Linked DNA regions of Anser cygnoides: region 1 is linked to region 2. Evidence: chromatin contacts called from public Hi-C data. All regions are on one chromosome and are shown on one strand. The core of a region is the stretch at or near the end of the contact, and the rest is flanking DNA. Distances in the headings are between cores, read along the strand shown. Region 1 holds the start of ANTXR2 (ANTXR cell adhesion molecule 2). Region 2 holds the start of PAQR3 (progestin and adipoQ receptor family member 3).

Region 1 (2,700 bases), core at 149-2,648, 400 kb before region 2:
GATTTTTGTCTTGGTAAACCGCTCACCCTGTGGCCAGTGCCACCACAAGCCATTTGTTTCAGGAGACTGTCCAATTCTGAAGGAAATTTGTATTTTCTTGTAAGGCATTGGGTACCTCTGACCCATGTTTTATCTTGCCACAGTTGGACAACCTTACTGATTTATTGCTCCCATGATTGATATCATGGCAGGAGACACATTTTTGGTAAATCTGAGAGCTCTAGGACATATTACTTGGCTAGAAAAATGTAGCTTAATGCATGGTGAGGAAGAATGCCCAGCCTAGCCCTAAACCTGAAGTCTCCTGAGTTCTCTGGCGCTGGAGAGCCCCGCACCTTCAGCTTCCCTGCATCATAGCTGTGAATGCAGCCCACTGGAAATTAAAGCCGCTCGTATCAGATGCTGTTAAAACAAAATGGTGAACAAAAGAATAACCAACTTTATTTGAAATCCTGTCAATCACTCATCACATAGTGCTTGTGGCAAAAACTCCGTACAGGAAACAAAGAACTAGAGGCTAGACATTTATTTTTAACTTGGGAGATAATTTGGTCTATGCAGCTCGTGGCTAGAATTTTTCATCAGAGAAAATTCACGCATCTTTTTATCCTTCAGATAATATTTTAAGATTATAAAGCATATTTGAACTTCCTGCGAAAACCTGAGGCCCCAGATGGCAAACTCTGAAGAGATAATATTCTTGCAGCATAAAGTGACGCTTTCTACAGTGCCTCATGTTCACTGCGAAGGATCCAGCTTATGCTTCAAACCAAATGCTTGCTCTATATTTAGCATGGCAAAGTCTATTGTGAAGCGGTGCAGTTTGGTGGTTACCACGTGCGCAGTCCCAGAGCAACAGTTTGGGTCTATCGGAGCTGGTTTCTGAAACGAGAAAATGGTTAACGCGCACGGATGTAACACGACTTGGAACAGCCTTTGGTTGATTCGGGGGAAAAAAAGAACTTGAGTGGTCTTTGAACTGGCAAAGAACGCTAGGATGAGTGCCTACAAAGGGAAGTAGTGATCTAAAAATAATAACAATAGTTTAAAAAGACGCAACGTGAGGAGGCTGGTGGTTCAGTCTGCTCAGAGGGCGGCAGGCTCGCACAGGCTGCGGTCCCAGCGTTCAGGGGGCTGTCGGCGGGCAGCACGCCAGGCTCGGGGCGCCCCGGCTGTGCCTCGCTTCTGAGTTTGCACCGCCCGCGGGGACTCCAAGCCCCGTGGCGTGTCGCAATCGCCTCGCTCGGCTCTCGGCGGCTCTCAAACTTGCCTCAGAAAGCCGGCGGGACGAAAACCCAGGCAGGGCAGCGGCTGAGGGGAGGGCACGGCACGGCCGAGCCGGGCTGGCACCCCGTCAGGCGGGGAGGCGCCTGTGGCGGAGCCGGGTCGCCCTGGTCGGGGCTGCGGGTGGCCAACGGGGCCGGGGGGGGGCGGTGAGGGAGGCGGGCCGAGCCCGCCCGGCCCCGGCCCCCGCCTCAGGCGCCGCCGCTGACGAGCGGGGAAGGGCCGGGCCGGGCCGGGCCGGGCGAGCGGCGGCGGCGGGCGAGGGGCGGCCACTCGAGCAGCGCCCGCGCCCGCTGAGCGGCAGCACGGCCGCGCCGGGCCCCCGCGTCCCCTCGCCGCCGCCCCGAGGCCCCATGGCGGGGCCCGCTCTGCCAACGCCGCCTCCGCCGCTCTCGTTGCCGCCGCTGCTGCTGCTGCTGCTGCTCCCGCTGCCGCCCGCCGCTGCCGCCCCGGTCCCGGAGCAGCCGTCGTGCCACGGCGCCTTCGACATGTACTTCGTGCTGGACAAGTAAGGGCTGCGCGGGGGCTGAGGGGGCGGCGAACGGCCGCCACGCGGGGCTAACGGTCGCCTCACCGGGCTAACCGCCCCCACACGGGGCTCGCCGCCCCGGCCGGACTAACGGTCCCCACACGGGGCTAACGGTCCCCACACGGGGCTCGCCTCATCGTGCTAACGGTCCCCGCACCGCGCTCAACGGCCGCCGCACCGGGCTAACGGTCGCCGCAGCGGCGAGTGGGCAGCGTTGTGTTTTTTATTTTTATTTTTTTTAATTTTTGTTTTTGTGAGGTAAAAAGGCGTTTTCTGAGTAAAATAGTGCCGGCGGTGGCCGTTTTTTGGGCAGCTGCCGCCCCTCCCCCGCGGCAGCTGCCGGCGGTGTTTGTGGCGGGGAAGTTTGCGGCGGCCGGGCTCGGCTGCTGCTCGCTGCCCCGCCGGGAAACGGCCCCAGAACCGCCCCCGGGAACCTCCGGGGGGTCCTGAGGGGAGCAAACAGTCCTGGGGGGGCTGGATCTCGCTGGAAATGCCCCCTTCCTCCCCCCCCCTTTCCGTAACTCAGGCCTACGACTCACACGCTTCTGGTTTTCTTTCCAGGTCTGGGAGCGTAGCACAGAACTGGCACGAGATATTTGATTTCGTGCATCAACTGACGGAAAGATTTGTGAGGTGCGTTTTGTTCCTTGCAGTGTCTCTAATTCTGGGATAGCTTGAGAAAGCCCACGTTTTTGTAAGCTCGGTAAATCCCTCTCACAAACATGTTAAGAGTTTGGCTTCTAATGCCCTGATTGCGAGAAAATATTGGAAACTTTCCCTTAATTTTCTCATGTTTGGAACTCAGTAAAAAGGCGATAGTAAGCATCTTTAAACACTTAAGACTCTCAAAGTACTTTTAGGGGTGAATTCCTCTTTTTCCGCCCTTA
Region 2 (2,958 bases), core at 176-2,675:
GCCTACAGAAGGGATATCCCGTGCTCCATCCTAAACATAGCCACGTGAGCTTTCCCTGTCTCTCTCCTCCAGTCACAACTATGCCTAGGGATCCTTCCGAATGTGCTTTGTCTGCGCATTCTTAAAGAATTTAATATTATTACTTTAATATCCAGCTAGGGTAAAACGTGAAGGAGAGAAGCCATATGGAAAAGAAGACAGAAACAAAGAGGAAAGAGCTATTTAAAGGTGTGCTTCTGAGATGTCCCAGAAAGGTGAACACAAGAAAATTAAAGCTAAGGCTGCTGAGTTACTGATATGAACATGCTTCCTCGGGGTACCTCTGCAAAGTCCTGCAGTACATACAGGAGAAAAACGTACCCAGCATTCAGACCAGCTAAAGAGGAGGGAAAAGGCACGAGGAACTGTCAGCAGCTCTGCAGAGGTAGGAGGAACAGAATTTCAGAGCATTCATGTGCAGAAATCAAATTGAATAATAGCTTGAAATATTCAAGAGCTGTTGTTGACCAGAATGAACTTAACTGGTATAAACAAGTGGTGTAACATGGAAGTTTCTGGGTTACGCATCACAGCTGGTTATCAGGCTATTTCTGGGACTCAAACACCTGGTCTTTACGGTCATTCTCAGATTTCAAATGCCCCTCATCCTGGGTCTTTTACTTCACCATACAAATCTCTCTGCCATGGGAAAATGCTCTGTTCTTGTCACAGCACCTCAGTGAAATATGTCCACATTTGGTTTAAACAAGAGAAAAGACCTTTGAAAAATATAGCATGGTGCATTACCAGAAGGGAGGAACAGCTCAGTGAACAAGGAGCACCACTCAGGACAATTGTTTTTAACTTCAGAGACAGATACGAGGATAGGGGTCCAGTTAACACCTACTAATGCTATTTTTGGATAAAATAAAAAAATAAAACTACTGACTCTGTGTGCTTATTGGCATGGTGCAACGGGCACAAACCTACAGACAGCACTCTCTCTCTTACCCTCAGTAGCTGTTTTTTTAAATAAAAATTGGTAAAGCAAATCCTCTGGAAGAGTCTTCTTCAGTCCTAATATTTTATACTGAGAGTAAACAGGAGAAAAAGAAGACGTTAATGGTATATAATCGTTGTATGAAGTAACCAGAGGTTCCTCTTGCAGGGGGCGAGGCTCTCACCAGCCACCCCTTCTCAGCACTCCGAGCTCTACGCTGCCTGCTTTGAGCCCACATTTCCTGCTTATTTGCTAACTTTGGACCCCTCTTTAAAAAACGTTTGATTTTAAAGCGTTTTTGCCTAAGCTTCTCAGCGATAAGCGCCCTTTCTTTTACGACCCCCCTCACGACAGCAGCGCCATACCGCCCCCCAGAACCCCCCTGACGGGGCCCAACGGCCACCCCCGGCGGCCGCCCCGCGCTACGTCATCGCCTCGCGCCGCTGAGGCGGGCGGGTTACGGCCGCCGCCAGCCGGGCCCCGGCTGAGGGGAGCGGGGCTGAGGCGCCGGGCGGGCGGCGGTCGCGATCGTCGCGACAGGCCTGCGGGGCGCGGGCCGATGCGGCGGCGGCGGCGGGGCGGGCGAGATGCAGCAGAAGCTGCTGCGGAGCTCGCACTACATCGAGCTGGGCGGCTACCAGTACTGGCCCATAATGGTGCCCCGCGACATTCGCCTGTACACGTACGAGCAGATCCCCGTGTTCCTGAAGGACAACCCCTACATCACCGACGGCTACCGCGCCTACCTGCCCGCCCGCCTCTGCCTCAAGAGGTGAGCGGGGGAGGCCGCCGTGGCGGTGGGTCGGGCCCCCGGGCTGCCATCCCGGCCCGAGCCCTGCTCTTCTTCTTCCCCGCAGCCTCTTCATCCTCTCCAACGAGACCGTCAACATCTGGAGCCACCTGCTCGGCTTCCTACTATTCTTCGCTCTGGGTGTCTACGACCTGGTGGCCGTCCTGCCGGCGGCAGGTGCCTCCCGAGAGGACTTCGTCATCTGCTTCGTCTGCCTCTTCTGCTTCCAGGTAGCGCGGCCCGGGAGCCAAATTAATGGTGCCCGCGTCCACAGCGGGAGCGCTGCGGGGCCTCTGATGGTCCTTCTGCGTAGGGCTGGAGCCGGCCCGGAGCAGGACAGGCCGAGCTCAGGCCTGCCGTGCTTTAAATTCCATTCTTTGTGAAGGTAACCAGCAAGCTCCGTGGTGGAGTTGATTTTGACTTCTTGAATGTAAGAATCAAGTCAGGAGGGCTGAGCATGGGTCAGCCTATAACAAAATCTGCAAAGAACAGCCAAGGCTGTACTGCACAGCTTCTGTTGGGTGTGGGGTCCACATTCACTAGCATGCCTGCAGCTGGCTTCAGTTTCTGCTGAAAACAGCAGCCATATTTTGATGCCAGTCTGGAATCACAGCAGGGTTTTTATTCTAATCTTTTACCCAAGATGAGCAAGAGCTTGTGTGCTTCAGATTAAATCTGTACTCAGCACCAGTGATAGCACTTCGCATCATGATTTGACTGCCGAAGCTCTATTAGAAGACACTACCCGTAAAAAAAGTGTGTACGACCCTGCTTCCGTGTGTACTAGAACCTTTTTGGCCTCGTGCTCTAGGCCACTGTACCCTTATTTTGTTTGCTGTGCAGCCCATGGTTATCAAGTCTTGCAAAGTTTTTTATTTCTTCAGGCCGCTAGAGAAGGTTGGGTTATTTTCCATTGACTACTGGCAGATATCATGATTGCCTGCACAAAGTAGTACTGCAAAACAAGTAACAAGTGATTTTCTGCTCTAAGCTTCAGAGTTGAAGCTTGCTGTAATCCCTGTAAGTTACCAAGAAATTAATGTGTCCGTGTTTCAACATGTGTATAGGTCTGTATGCTTTGTTCAGTGGGATATCATCTCTTCTGTTGCCATCGTTCGGAGAAGACCAGCCGGCGATGGATGGCCTTAGATTATGCGGGAATTTCCATTGCTATCCTGGGCTGCTACGT

What was found. Hi-C and Micro-C count contacts between places; a contact is called where the count stands out from the background.
Region 1: a Hi-C map of liver shows a contact between it and region 2, with 2.0 times the contacts expected there. The contact joins the promoter of ANTXR2 here to the promoter of PAQR3 in region 2. A contact is called at or near these places in 2 of 7 Hi-C or Micro-C datasets (granulosa cells and liver).

What each region holds. Positions count from the first base shown.
Region 1 is chr4:31,371,821-31,374,520 of Taihu_goose_T2T_genome, reverse strand. It overlaps ANTXR2 (ANTXR cell adhesion molecule 2), which reads left to right and starts at 1,398. Exons shown (of 17, transcript XM_048074492.2): 1 at 1,398-1,792; 2 at 2,375-2,446. The coding sequence starts at 1,638. LOC136790794 (a long non-coding RNA gene) reads right to left here and starts at 1,410. Exons shown (of 3, transcript XR_010831386.1): 1 at 1,271-1,410; 2 at 1-882.
Region 2 is chr4:30,967,432-30,970,389 of Taihu_goose_T2T_genome, reverse strand. It overlaps PAQR3 (progestin and adipoQ receptor family member 3), which reads left to right and starts at 1,425. Exons shown (of 7, transcript XM_066996590.1): 1 at 1,425-1,751; 2 at 1,837-1,999; 3 at 2,837-2,958. The coding sequence starts at 1,567. LOC106041884 (a long non-coding RNA gene) reads right to left here and starts at 1,366. Exons shown (of 10, transcript XR_010831395.1): 1 at 1,164-1,366; 2 at 991-1,069.